2 separate regions of the Sus scrofa genome follow, and region 2 is linked to region 1. Evidence: chromatin contacts called from public Hi-C data. All regions are on one chromosome and are shown on one strand. The core of a region is the stretch at or near the end of the contact, and the rest is flanking DNA. Distances in the headings are between cores, read along the strand shown. Region 1 holds the start of PEX10 (peroxisome biogenesis factor 10). Region 2 holds the start of PANK4 (pantothenate kinase 4).

Region 1 (6,904 bases), core at 2,547-5,046:
CCCTGACAGTGGCCCCAGAGCTCTGGGCCAGCTGTGCTCCTGTCAGACACACCATTGGGCCAGGACGCGGGCCTCTCCGTCCCAGGCCAGCAACAGGGACACGCTGGCCCTTGCCACAGGCAGGGTTCCTAGCCAGCTGCCGGTGCCCTGCAACCTCGTACCATCACTTCCTAGGCCAGCCCAGGCCCCAGGCAGCCCTTGACCTGACGCCAGCTAACGAGTCATGGACAGAACACCACGGCAGGTCCCGAAGCAGGGCCTCCCCTGCCAGCGGCCCCCACACTGGGGGAGGCCTCCGCCCGAGGGGTTGTGGGAGCCCCAGCTCAGTTCTGGGGGTGCCACCCACCTATGGCGGTAACTCACCTCCTAGTCCAGGCACCCTCATCCTTGTGGGGGAAAAGTGACTCCGGCTCAGATCGTCACTGTTGGACAACAAGACACGTGAACATGGGGAGACGTCGACAAGGCTCTTGACTTCGGCAGAAGGGCGCGGGCGCTCCAAAAGCGCGCGCAAAAGCGGGAAGAGCCCCCATTTATCCCGATCGCAGGTGATGGACCTGCCCCTTCCCATGGGTCAGGTCAGGGCGCACATTCTTCTTGGTTGGCTAACTTGAAACAAACGGTTACTGCGGGAGTTCCCGTCATGACTCAGTGGTTAACAAATCCAACTGGGAACCATGAGGTTGCAGGTTTGATCCCTGGCCTCGCTCAGTGGGTTAAGGATCTGGCGTGGCCGTGAGCTGTGGTGTAGGTCGCAGATGCGGCTCGGGTCTGATGTTGCTGTGGCTGTGGTAGAGGCTGGCGGCTGCAGCTCCAATTAGACCCCCAGCCTGGGAACCTCCATATGTCACGGGAGCGGCCCAAGAAATGGCAAAAAGATAAAAAGAACAAAAAAATTACAAATTAAAGAGGGCGGTGAGGTGGGTGTCTCAGGAAAGCAGGAAGACGTCCTTTGATAGAAAAGACTCATGTTAATTCTCACATCCTGAGCCCGCCCTGTGCCCACCGCACTCCCACCCTGAGCACCTCCAGGGACCAGACCCGCGGCTGCCGCCACCACCACCACCACCACCACCACCACCGGCTGGAGGAATGTTCTCGGGGTTTGTCCCAAGGGAGTCTCTCTGCCCTGATGGTCATTGGGGTCAGGGCAGGGCGGTGGGCTCTTTCCCAGCCCCACACCCACCCAGGCTGGGGCTGCAGGGGACGGAGGAAAGAAGCCACGCCAGCCCCACACCCGGGGCCAGAGCTGGAGCTGCCCACAACGCACCCCCACCTCCGACAGGAGGCACCCCCTCAAAGGACAGCAGGGCCCACCTCTGCTCAGCACCCCCGAGGCACCTGCCCAGTCAGGGATGGCAGCAAGGCTGGTGCCGCTTTCCCATGTCCCCCGGCCCCTCTGCCACCCCTGGACGATGAGAGGCACGTGCTCCCCCTCTTAGGACAGGTCGAGGAACCGGGGGTCCAGGGAGGGCTCTGCGGGAGCTCCATGCCCTGCCCCCACCTAGGACAAGGGTGCACACAGTCCCATGTCCGGCAGCCACGGAAACCCTGAGCCCTGGAGACTCGCGGGGAAGTTCACACGGTGAGACCGCCTTGGCTGGCGTCAGAGGCCTGGAGCCCACCCATCCTGCCCTGCCTTCCGTGGGCCAGGCCAGACCCCACGGCAGCCACCCAAGCAAGAAGGCCTCCCAGCAGAATGACCCAGACCAGGTGGCCAGCCGGCCAGCTGGCCACCGGCTTGCCCACCAGGCTGCCCACCTCGTTCTCCTTTGGTTCTGATCCAGATTCACTCTCAGGGTGAAACTCTACCCGCTGACCTGCTGGAGCAGATGGGCCAACGGCGCCACCTGCTGGCCATTCTTGAATTTGATCCTAAACCCAAGTCATCTTCCTGGGGGCCCTGGGGACCTGGGGGCAACCCCAAACAGCAAGCCCCCCACAGCACCAACCAGGAAACTGAGGAGGTCTGAACCCAGCTGGATCCCAGGCCCCATGTCCCTGAGAACAGACACTCAGTAACATTTACGGCCTCACCCAGCCCGGTGAGTGTGCCAGTGAGAAGACAGGGGAGGATGCTGTCCTGGGCAGGGAGCTGGGACCTGCCAGTGGGGTGCGGTGCCCAGGGAAGTGCCCACCCCTCAGGCTTCCTGAAGGAGCCAGCTGGTGATCTTGAGAAAGGGGACAAAACCTCCTCCAGGGAGTTCGCATCGTGGCTCAGCAGTAACGAAGCCAACTAGTAGCCATGAGGATGAGGGTATGATCCCTGGCCTTGCTCCATGGGTGAAGGATCAGGCGTTGCTGTGAGCTGTGGTGTAGGTCACAGACGCAGCTCAGATCCCGTGTCTCGTGAGCTGTGGTGTAGGCCGGCACCTGTAGCTCCGAGTAGATCCCTAGCCTAGGAATTTCCATATGCCACAAGCGTAGACCTAAAAAAGACCAACAAATAAAAATAAAAAATAAAAAATACTCCAGCTCCAACTTGGTGCCAGTGGACACAGGCCAGGGCGTCTCTGTGGTCAGGAAGGAGCAGTGTGTTTCAGCCTGTTGGGTGAGGACTGACCAGAAATTTCTGAGGCATCAGTGTCTCCCCCAGGCCCCGCTTGTGAGTCTGTCCACCCCAGGCTGGAAGCCAAAGGAGCAGGCAGCCTCTGCGTTCAGGAAACAGGGTGTACCCACAGGCAGGGGTGCCACTCTGAAGGGACAGAGGCGCTTCATTAGCAGGAAGGACTGTGGGACCATCCAGCTTCTGCCCCTTCCCTCTAAGAGCTGCCTACAGCTGTGGGGCCCCGATAAGCTCTAGACTGTGCCCACAGCTCAATTCCAGGGGGTTGAGCTGCACCAGCCTGGGCACGTACCCACAGCTGATGCCGGGATACAGGAGCAGAAGTGAAGCCAAGAGCTGCAGCCTGTCTCAAGCCACGGCCTGCTGGCCAAAGTCACTGCTGGTGACTCCCCCACCCCCTAGGTTCACCTGCATTTTTTCTCTCCTGCTGGTCCCACAGCCCCCCCTTTGTGCCCACAGGACGGGGCCCTTTTTCACTGGGACCCCTCTGGTCTGGGGCACAGATGCAGATGTTGTGACCTGCTCCAGGCCCAGAGCCCTCAGGGTGCCCCACTTCCTCCTCCCACTGTCCTCCCCCGGGGCTCCTCCCTGGGTCCTCCTTGCAGCTCAAATCCAGCTGTGCCTGTGCCCAGGTGCTAGTCTCTCCTACCTCTGTCCCCCCTAGTGCATGGCCTCCCAAGGCCCCCAAGTCTCCCTCGGTCCCACTTATGAGAGCAGCTCAGAGAGGTCAGGGGTCTGCACTTGTGGGGCCTGGGGGGCCACCAGTATAAACACCGTAGTTCAAGAATCCGTACTCCTGGCCCCGCCCTGGGCCCCAGATCCTATTCCGCCAGCCCGCGGGGGGCGGGGGGTGGTCGCAGGGATTAGAGCACAAGGGATGCCAGCACCCCGCGGAGGGCACTGCAAGGAGAGGGAGCAACGCCCTCCTCACTTCCTGCCCCAGAGAGCGGACGACTGTCTCCGCACCGGGGAGGGCGCCCGCGCCGGCTCTGACGTTCCTCGCAATACCTGAGGGCTGTCCCCATGGCCCCTCGCCCCCATGCCCCGCCTATCCGCCCCTCCTGCTCTGCGCCTGCCCTCCCCCGGGCCGCGATCGCCCCGCACAGACCCGACCCGGCACAGAGCCGGGCGGGCTCGGCTTTGGCCTCTGCCGCCCCGCCCCGCCCCGCCCCGCCCCGCCCCGCCCCGCCCCGCCCCGCCGGCTCGGCCCCGCCCCGCGCGCTGTGACGCTCAAGGTCTGTGCCGCGCGCCACGCCGAGCCCGAGCCCCGGCCGTCATCTGGCGCCGCCGCGTGGGCGTGGCCGTCTCCGTGTCGCCGAGGCCGCAGGTCCCTTCGACTCCAAGCCCTCGGCGATGGCTCTTACGGCCGCCAGCCCCCCGGAGGTGGTCCGTGCGGCGCAGAAGGACGACTACTACCGCGGCGGGCTGCGGAGTGCGGCGGGCGACGCCCTGCACAGCCTGGCGGGTGAGGCCTCTGGGGGGGCCCGCGGGTGGTCCTGGGCGCCAGGCTGGGGGGCCAGGCGGGCGGACGAGCCCCAAACCCGTCGGCTCGGCCACCGCGGGCTCGGCCAGGCCCTGCGCGCCGCGCTGAGACCTGAGCTGCAGGAAGAAGCGAGCGCCTCGGTCTTCGCCCCCGGCTGCCGGGGGCGGGGTGGGGATCAGGCGCCAGCTGTGGGAGCGTCCACGGCTCTGGGGACACACGAAGGCCCCCGTTGAGCAGCGGCAGTGGAGCCCAGTGGACGGACGAAAGCCTGGGGTGGATTTTGGCCCACAGCTGGGCTGCTACTCGGAACAGCCGAGGCGAGGCCGGACCGTAGATTCGGGACTTGGGTGGCCGTCAGCAGGGAGGCACCCACTTGTGTATTTATTTTTGCTAATTTTTTGCCTTACTTTGTGTCAGACCCTGTTCTCTGTGCTTCAGAACATTAACTTCTTTTATTCTGAACACATCCCTGCAAGTTAGGACCTGTTACTGACAGGGAAATGTTGTAACTTGCCTGAGGTCACTGCCATTGTTGTGGGGAGCTAGGATTTGATGCTGGACGGTGGGCTCAGCTTGAGCTTCTGGTCACTGTACTACCCCGTCTGTCCTTGTGGCCCTTCTGGGCTCTGGAACAGTTGCCCAGGTGGGTCCTGGAGGGGGAGAGGGCTGTTGGTGGGTAGGTTCTCAGGACACTCAGCGGCCCAGGTGAGGCAGGTATGGATGGAGCAGAGTGGACAGCACAGAAGGCCAGGGAGAGAACAGAGTGTGGTTTAGACCAGTCTCAGCCATTGGAGCGGGGACTGGGCGGGGCCCTGGCAGCAGGAGAGAGAGCTGTTTCTAATTCTCACCAGCGCACCGCCTCACCCCCCGGCCCTCAGTAACAGGCTCTCTCTTCTCTCAGGTGCGAAGAAGTGGCTGGAGTGGAGGAGAGAGCTCGAGCTGGTGTCGGATGTAGCCTACTTCGGCCTCACCACACTTGCAGGTAGCAGCCCCAGGCGGGACCGAAGGACCCACGACACACCCAGAGGACAGGAGAGGGGCTGCCAGCCAAGGAAGGAGCTTCTGGAGGTGCTTCCTGGTGTCCCTGGCCCAGACCAGCCTCAGGGAAGCAGAGCCCCTTCCCTGGATGAGAGGCCAGGCCCAAACCCAGGCCAGGGCCCCTGGAAACTGAGAGTCCTGTCATGCAGGCCCCGGGACTGTGTGTCTGTGGCTGAACTCATGGCCCCGGGGGCCCGCCCTGAGGGAGCCTCGTCTTTTAGAGGAGGGGCGGCCGTGGTAGAGGGAAGGAGATTGCTGCCAGGTCCCCATCCCCCACAGGCTACCAGACCCTTGGGGAAGAGTACGTCAGCGTCGTCCAGGTGGACCCGTCCCAGAGCCGAGTGCCCTCCAGGCTGCGCCGCGGGATCCTGGTGGCTCTGCACACCGTCCTGCCCTACGTGCTGGACAAGGCCCTGCTCCACTTGGAGCACGAGCTGCAGGTGGCCGGCGACAGCACCCGGCCCACGCAGGGCAGCCTGGCGCCCACTGCACGCAGCCAGTCAGCCCCAAGGCGCTGGGTGCGCAGGCGGACGGCCACCCTGACGGAGCAGCAGCAGAGGGCGCTTCTGCAGGCCGCGGGGATGCTCAGGCAGGTCCTTGGCTGCCTCCGGCGGCTCCACGTTGCCTGGTTCTACATCCACGGTGCCTTCTACCACCTGGCCAAGAGGTTCACTGGCATCACCTATGTAAGTAACTGGTGCCACCTGGACCTGCTCGGTTCTGGCTCATCAGCAGGGAGCTGGCTTTTCCGGGCCTCTGTCCACGAGCAGTCACAGGCCTGGAGCCAGAACCTTCCATGGGAAACATGGGTTGTGTCGGCTCCATTTTGCCAAAAGGCCCACGGAAGTCTGCTTTCCATAAACCCTGAAGGTCGGGCTGGTCTGTCTTCCTGCAGCCTGCGCTTGAACTCTGTGCCAGGCCTGCCTCCCACGCCCCTTCCAGGCTGCCCGCCAGAGTCAGGTATAGGGACCCCGGTGGTGACCCCGCAGCAACCACGAGGCCACCCTGCTGCCAGCATCCCCACCGGTCTCCACCCTCCACCTGCAGATGCCCCTTCCCTTCGGGGTCTCAGCTGCCGCCCTTGCTTCCAGATTCACCCTGAAGGCCTCCCCAAGGGTCTGCAGGCGCCCCGCCCCAGGCCTCGCTGTGCCGGCTCTGTTGGTTGAGGTGTTTGCTGAGCTGCTGCAACAGACACAGGGTGCATCCAGTCAGGGTGTCAGGCTCCAGGCTCCAGCTGTGTGGCTGACCTGACTGTCCCCACTTCCAGCCAAGGCAAGGAGATGGACGTGCAGGGCAGGCCCCTCCCCCTCGAGGATGTGGCCTCAGTGTCCTCAGCTGCAGGAGGGGCCGGGTGGTGCCTCGCTCTGTTCCTTGGACAGGGCCACGCAGCCGTGTCTGCAACACTGAGCCCGCGCCTGTCCACTGGGTGTGCTCCTCAGGCTCGTTTGCCTCCGAGGTCTGGGTGCCTGGCCGTCCCCCTCACCCTGCGGTCCTCCCTGCAGCCAGTGTGACCTGCAGAGTCTGACCCCTGGGCTCTCATCCTCACTCAGCACTCGGCTCCCCGGGGGACCAACGGGGCCACCACTCAGTGCTCAGAGCCGGCAAGGAGCGTCTGCTCCCCGAGCAGCCAGAGGCCAGTGGTCCCTCTCCATCCTCCTTGTGCCAGAGGGTGGGCCAGGGCTTCATTCACCCGGGAGGCCTGGCCCTGGGGCGGTGGGTGCTTTGTGCAGCCGATCATGGGACTGTCCCTCCACGTCCTTGGCAGCTCCGCGTGCGCCGCCCGCCTGCCGAGGACCCCAGGGTGCGCACCGGCTACA
Region 2 (6,904 bases), core at 3,023-5,522, 90 kb before region 1:
ACCAGGTACCGAGAGCCTCTGTTCCTCCGGTGGGTCTGAGCTGGTACAGCATTCATGTGGGCTCCACGCAGGAGCCTCACCATGTCGGCCACCTGGCACCCCCTTCCCACTGCTGGCAGAATGCCTAAGGCCGGCAAACCCTACACGTGCTCGCGGGCTGTGCAAAAGGCCGTGGGCGGCCAAGGCTCGAGTCGCGTGGCAGCAGTGACCGCACCCCTGCAGGGAGCATGCAGGGAGTCATGTGCCCTCCCTCGCATGTTCACTGGATGGCCTCCCTCGGACTCCCATCCAGATGGGAATGGGGGGACCCTGGAGGGCAACTGCTGGTTCAGAGCACCCAGATGCCTCAGCCTGTAAACTGCTCCCTGGAGGATGGGGTGGTGCAGCAGCCCTGGGGGGACTGCCTAGGTGCCCGGCTCCATGCGGGACGTTGCAGGTACGCTGGCGCCCTGAAGCTGCCCAAAGCCCAACCAGGGAGGCACGGCAGCCCTTGTTCTAGCTTGAAGTCACGTGTCCCAGGTGACAGTCTGGGGACTTGCCACCTATGCCAGGAGGTCTGACCCTAAGAGCCTGGGCACCTACTCCACCCGTGCGGAGGGAGACGGCTGTGCCTGTGCAGGAGAAGCGAGGCTTCCTCTGATCCCCCCCACGCCACCCCACCCCACCCCCGAGGGGCAGCCGGCAGGTCCCGGCGGGGAGGGCGCCCATCCCCTGGGAGCCGCTGCACTTGTGTATTCTAAAGCTTTTCCTTGATCTGCCAGCAGCGGGGAGTCGGTGGGGAGGAGGGAGGGTGCAGAGAAAAGGGGAGGGGAGGGGCGAGGAGGGGCGCCGCTCCTTCCTGCCCCCACCCTCGGCCCCGCGGCCTGGGAAAAGGCAGCATATTGAGGCGCGGGGCTCCCAGCATCAGGCCCCGGGATGCTAATGAGGGCGAGCGCGTTCCCACAGCCCGGACATTGTGCCGCGCGGCCCACCTGCTCCTCGGGGAGCGCCCATTGTGCCCGCGCCAATTCACAGGCAATTTAGCGTGCGCTAATGGGCCGGCGCCTTTGTGCGGCCCGCGCCGCCATTGGCCGCCGAGTGTGGGAACGGCCGCGGCGCCCGGACCCCAGGCGCCAGCCCGCCGCCCGCGCCTATATAGGGGCCGGGGTCCGCGCCAGCCCGGGACGCGCCCGCTCCGCTCCCTGCCTCCTCGCCGACTCGCCGCTGCCCGCGCCAGGCATGGCCCCCAGCACCGTGGCCGTGGAGCTGCTCAGCCCCAAAGAGAAGAACCGAGTAAGTGCCCGGGCCGCCCGGAGCGCGGCCCCCCGCCGCCCCCGCGCCCTCGCGGCCCCGCTGACGCCCCCTCCTCCCGCAGCTGCGGAAGCCGGTGGTGGAGAAGATGCGCCGCGACCGCATCAACAGCAGTATCGAGCAGCTGAAGCTGCTGCTGGAGCAGGAATTCGCGCGCCACCAGCCCAACTCCAAGCTGGAGAAGGCCGACATCCTGGAGATGGCCGTCAGCTACCTGAAACACAGCAAAGGTGAGCCGGCCCCCCGCCCCGGCCCGCCCCGCGCCCCAACGCCCCCGCGCCGCGCGCCGTTCGCCTCACCGCCTCCCGGCTCCCCGCAGCCTTCGCCGCCGCCGCCGGCCCCAAGAGCCTGCACCAGGACTACAGCGAGGGCTACTCGTGGTGCCTGCAGGAGGCCGTGCAGTTCCTGACGCTGCACGCGGCCAGCGACACGCAGATGAAGCTGCTCTACCACTTCCAGCGACCCCCGGCCGCGCCCGCCACGCCCGCCAAGGAGCCCAAGGCGCCCGGCACCGCGCCCGCGCCCACCCCGGCCAAGGCCGCCGCCGCCGCCGCCGCGCGCCAGCCCGCCTGCGGCCTCTGGCGGCCGTGGTGACCGGCGGGACCGGCGGGCAGCCTCCCTGACCCAAGGACCAGAGGGCCAGCGCGGGCCTCCGGCGGAGGGAAGGGCCTTCCCCTCGTCTGTGCCGCCCCTGGCTTGCACCAGCCCCTCTCCAGGGGCTCTCTCTCCAGGCTGGCGGGCCAGCGGGAGGGTCATTCTCAGAGAATGTGTGCGCAGAGTCCTTGTCACTTAGGACAATCAGGGCCCATCTTCTGCCAAATGTCCGACCCCATGGGGTTGCTCTGTGTTTGCATTTCAGCAAGTGACTTCTGGGAAGTCCCCGCTGCTGCGGGGGTTCTATGATATTTGTAGGCGGCGGGGCTCGGCCAGCCAGCGCCCCGCGAGTAGAGGGCTTGCTTCAGATCCGGTGCTGCCGGGCCAGCGGGCCGGCCGTGCCATGGGCACATTTGCCTTTTGTAAAGGCGGAGCTCAAGGTGTATCCTCATAGGAAAGAGAGTCAGCCTGGATGGGTGCGGAAGGACCAGGCAGGGCCATGGCTGAGGGGCCCCTGCGTCGGCTTGGTCATCTGGTTCGGGGCTCACAGTGGGCTGTGTGTGGGGGGGGAGGGTCCTCCACATGATCCTTAAAGGATTCCCGTGTGGGTGGGTGTGCGTGGGCACGACTCTGTACTCAGAATTTGAACTCTCGGTCACGTGGGAGCCACGGGACTGCTCTTCGAGACTCTTCTAATAAAATCTGACTACTCAGCCCCCTCCACCGCCTGTCTCTTGTGCCTCACATGGGCCCCTGGCAGCCGCCTGGCAGGCGGGTCTGCCGGGATGAAGCGGGGGGTGGGCTCTATGCTGGCATGCAACCACGGGTGGGCAGTGTCCCGGCCAGTGACCCTCTGGAGGAAGGGCTGGGCACCCACTGAGGGGAGGAGGGAGGAAGGAGGAGGGAGGGGGGAGGGAGGCAGAGCAGAAGCCAGTGTTGAGGGGCAAGGGAACAGGCCCAGAGGCAGGGGAGAAGCAGGGCTTGGGGAAGCAGAGGAGAGGCGGGCTGGAAGGGAGCAGGCCTTGTGGAGCTCCCTGGATGCAGGAGGAGGGGATGCGGTGGGGAGGAGCTGGGGGGCCTGGGTTCCAGCCCTAGACCTCTCTAGCTCCCTGCGGGTGGGGGTGGGGACCTTCCGGCTCTGTCCAGCTGAGAGAGACCAGAAAGCCACAGCCTGCCAGGGATCTCTTGCTGCAGCAAATGGGGCTTAGCTGGCTCCAACGCACAGGAGATGGTGGCCTCTCCCTGCATATCCAACAGCCTTCGCACTTGGACGAGCTCCTGAGGGCACCTTCCTGGACAACCCACAGGTGGCTGCCCAGACTTCCCTGCAGCCCGACTGCTCCCTGGAGCAAAACAGGCAGTGCTGGCAACAAACCTGCCAAGGGCAGGCCTTGCCTTGGAAAGGGCATCTATTTTTAGGCAGGCCACAGGCTGCAGGAACCTGGAGGTGCCCAGGCTGGCCCTCCCTCCTTCCTGCTCGCCTTCCATCCCTGTCTGTCCACCCTGCGGGGGACGTCCAGAGCAGTGCTGCTAGTGGCCTCTGGGGTCCCTGCTGAGCCCTGGGACTGCCGAGCCAGGGATGGGAAGCCCCTCCCACGTCCTCCACATCTACTGCTGTAAGGCAGGCACGTCCATGAACTCAGCAGGGGCAGCACTCAGCAGGGGCAACCGCTGTCCTCGTGGGAGTGCCCCCTGGCCAGGCTGGCCCACAAGGCTGCTAGCCCTCCTGGTGCACCAGCCCCTCCCCCGAATCACCCCTGGAGCTCTGAGTTTTTGTCTCTGGAGGGCCTGTGCTCCTATGGGCCCTACCAGGCAACTGGTAGCACGCTCAAGGCCGGAAGCCAAAGACTCAAAGTAGCTGGTTCAGGGTCACCTAGAGGCAGGTCCAAAGCCACCTTAAGGGCCAACACGGGGCTCTTTCACAAAGCGCCTCGCTGCCTTAGGAGTACACCCATCCCCGAGGTTCTCAGTAACCAGCCCTGGAAGCCCATCCCCAACACCAACTGGGAGCTTTCTCAGCTTGTTCCCTGCAAACTTCCACAGTGTCCCTCTTTTGCCAGAAAAGTAACCTTTTCCAGGCAGGCTCTCGTGCCTTCCCCTGCATTTTCTTGCCCCCTTTTCTTCTTCTTCTTCTTTTTTTTTTTTTTTTTTTGGCTGCGCTGCTGAATGTGGACGTACCTGGGCCAGGGATTGAGCCCCAGCCACAACGCAGACTACATACACCAGACCCTTAACCCACTGCATCACAAGAGATTCTGGGCGGGGCGGGGTGGGGGCTCCTAGGGGGCAAAGTCACCAACTACTCCTTGTTTGCATGGGAAGTGGGGCACCGGCGGCCCTGCGCTCCCAGGGATCCAGGCTGGTGGCGCTCAAGCACCTTTGCCGTAGTTGCCAAGCTTTTCAGTACCACTCGCTGACAGAAGCGGTCCGTCTGGTGGGCTGCAAGCCCCAGGTGCCGCCTCTGCACTTGCTCAGATCACTTGAGGTCAGCATCCGGCCAGCTCAGTGAAGGGACAGCAGAGACGACGACAGCCCAGAGGTTTTGCGTGAGCTGCCCACCGCCGGGTCTCTGGAGCCCGCTTCCTGGCCAGCGCGAGTCGGCGCTTCGAGCTGCAGCGGAGACGGGGGGCGGGGGCCTGCCCGGGATCATTAGCATAATATATGCACAGGAGGCGCTTAACAGTCAAATATATGCGCATATATCTCCATGGCTGATGAGACTGGCCGGGCACATTCAAAATGGCGGAGTGTGGAGCGAGCGGCAGCGGGAGCAGCGGGGACAGCCTGGACAAGAGCATTACGCTGCCCCCCGACGAGATCTTCCGCAACCTGGAGAACGCCAAGCGCTTCGCCATAGATATAGGTCGCTGCGGGCGGGCGAGGGGAGCTGGGCGGCGGGGGTGGGCGTGGGCGCGGGGCCGGCGGGCCGGGGCGGTGGCAAGGACGAAGGGCGGGGCGTGGGCCGCGGCGCCAAAGGCTTGTCGGGCTTTGTAGTCCGCGGCTGCGGGCGCGCATGGCCTATCGGGCCTTGTAGTTCGCTACCGTCTACAGGTGCACGCTAGCCGTGGCAGCGGGACTACAGCTCCCGGCAGGCGCCTCACGACCGGAGCGGGGCATGCCGGGGTTCGTAGTCCCGCGGGAGAGGCTGCCCGGCGGGAGCTCAGGGGCCGGCGGTTTGTCGACCTAGGCGCGGACTCAGGTCGAAAGTGCCCGTGCCCCGCCCCCCCGCAGGGCCCTCCTCCCACCCTGGCGCGCTGGCCCTTGTCTCCGTTGAGGAGGAGGCGCGGCGACCCGGCCGGCCGACCGCCAACGCTAGGCTGCTGTCGCCCTGCCTGCGTGCGGCGCGCTGAGTGGGGCGGCCCTGCCTCTCGCGGTCGCAGCCGATCCGGGCTGCGGCCCGAGCTCGCGTGGTCCGGGACCCCCCAAGGCCTGGCCCATCGTGGCGCTCCTCTCCTGGAGGGGTTGGACCGGCCCGCTCCCCTGTCCTTGGGTGGGTGGGGGGGTCCCTGGAGTCACGGGTTTTGGGGGAGGGGGCCGTCCAGAGAAGTGGGGGCGGAGAGTGGCCCGCGTCCCTAGTCCCCACCTGGAAACCGCAGTGGGCTTTAGGAGACTGGCCTGGAGGCGGGGCAGAGCCAGGCGGGGCGGGGGTGGGGGTGGGCGTGGGCAGCTCTGTGACCTGGAGCTTGTCTCCCCGAGAGGGAACCTGAGGGATCCGTGCTCTGCTGGACGTCGTGCCGGGCTGGGTGGGAGCCCCAGCCCCTGGGAGCCACCTCCCATGTTCTCTGAGCCCTGCCTGCACTGCTGTGGTGGCATTTCCCCGGGGGGCGTGTGCCCTGAGGCCCCAGGCTTGGTGCCGCTTGAGTCTGCTCCAACCAGTTGGCACCTCCCGTTTCTCTTCCCCCCCGGGGTGTTCTGTGTGGCTCCTGGGGCCAGCTTGTGGCCGCAGAGGGAGGAGTGCCTGCCTGGTCCAGTTCCTTGGCAGAAGGACGCTCAAAGGAGTAGTTTCAATGGTTGGCATTTATTTCCTTGTGAGATCCCCCCACCCTGGGGCTGGGTGCTCTGTCTCTGGTTCTTCGAAGGACATGTTTGTTGCTGTGAAGCACAGACTGGCTCATGCAGCTGGTGAGAGGTCACAGGTCAGGGCAGGCAGGGGTCCTCCACCCAGGAGTCCACAAAGCCAGGGTGCTCGTCAGCGTGGGGTTGACAAGCGGGCTTCCGGTTTCCTCTCCCCTCCCCTAGCCTCCCAGTCCAGGAGAGCTCAGTTGCTGGGTCCTAGGCAAGGCTTTTCCTTTCTTGCATGGGGCACCCCTGTCCACTGGTATCCCCTCCCAAAGCGTCTGATGCTTTGTGTCAACACATTCTTGAAGCTGACTTGACTCCAGGTTCCTGTGGAAGGAAGGGTCCCTCAGGTGAAGGCAAGGGGTGTCCTGCCCGCCTTGGTGCCTGGGGTAGAAGGTCAGCCCTGTGCCAGGCCCCCGTGGGTCTGGGCAAACTGGATGGAGGGTCTTGGCTCAGGTTCCTCTTGTCAGTCAGGGATGCCCTGTGGCGTCCACAGTGCTGTGTGCCATCACCTGGTCCCTGCCCTGGTCAGGTGTGACTTGCAGGGGCAGGGGGCCCAGGTTGGCATCCCCTCTCATCCTGAGGGATCCTGGGACTAGATGAGCCCACCTGCGCCCCGCAGGCTCCGCCCTTCTGCTCTGTGCACTGAGCCGTTCAGGGTGACTGTCCTGCTCCGCTTGCACCCAGACCACCATCCAGTGGCTCCTGGGGGGGAGAAGGAGGCATTGCCCCACTCAGGGTGTGTGGTGTGCGGGACCCCCACAAACCCTAACACTGTGTTTCGGTGGTGATTTCAAGCTAAGCTAACACGCTGTCTGAGATGGCACGTCTGTGACCCAGGCCTCTGTTTGTGGTAACTCTCGATGAGCTGCTCACAATGCAGCTTCATCTCTTCGTGTTGCTTGTCCTTTGGGGAAGCCGCTTATTCACAGAGGTGACTCAGGCCCAAGCGCTTTAGTGA

The links. Hi-C and Micro-C count contacts between places; a contact is called where the count stands out from the background.
Region 2: a Hi-C map of liver shows a contact between it and region 1, with 7 times the contacts expected there. The contact joins the promoter of PANK4 here to the promoter of PEX10 in region 1. A contact is called at or near these places in 1 of 5 promoter capture datasets (liver), 5 of 47 Hi-C or Micro-C datasets (heart right ventricle, liver and skeletal muscle) and 1 of 2 datasets of contacts at active chromatin or transcription factors (skeletal muscle).

Annotation. Positions count from the first base shown.
Region 1 is chr6:64,314,585-64,321,488 of Sscrofa11.1, reverse strand. It overlaps PEX10 (peroxisome biogenesis factor 10), which reads left to right and starts at 3,796. Exons shown (of 7, transcript XR_002344849.1): 1 at 3,796-4,031; 2 at 4,951-5,031; 3 at 5,367-6,904.
Region 2 is chr6:64,404,811-64,411,714 of Sscrofa11.1, reverse strand. It overlaps PANK4 (pantothenate kinase 4), which reads left to right and starts at 4,272. Exons shown (of 19, transcript XM_003356124.5): 1 at 4,272-4,747. The coding sequence starts at 4,624. It overlaps HES5 (transcription factor HES-5), which reads left to right and starts at 1,174. Exons shown (of 3, transcript XM_021097834.1): 1 at 1,174-1,272; 2 at 1,355-1,520; 3 at 1,610-2,605. The coding sequence starts at 1,219. The coding sequence ends at 1,884.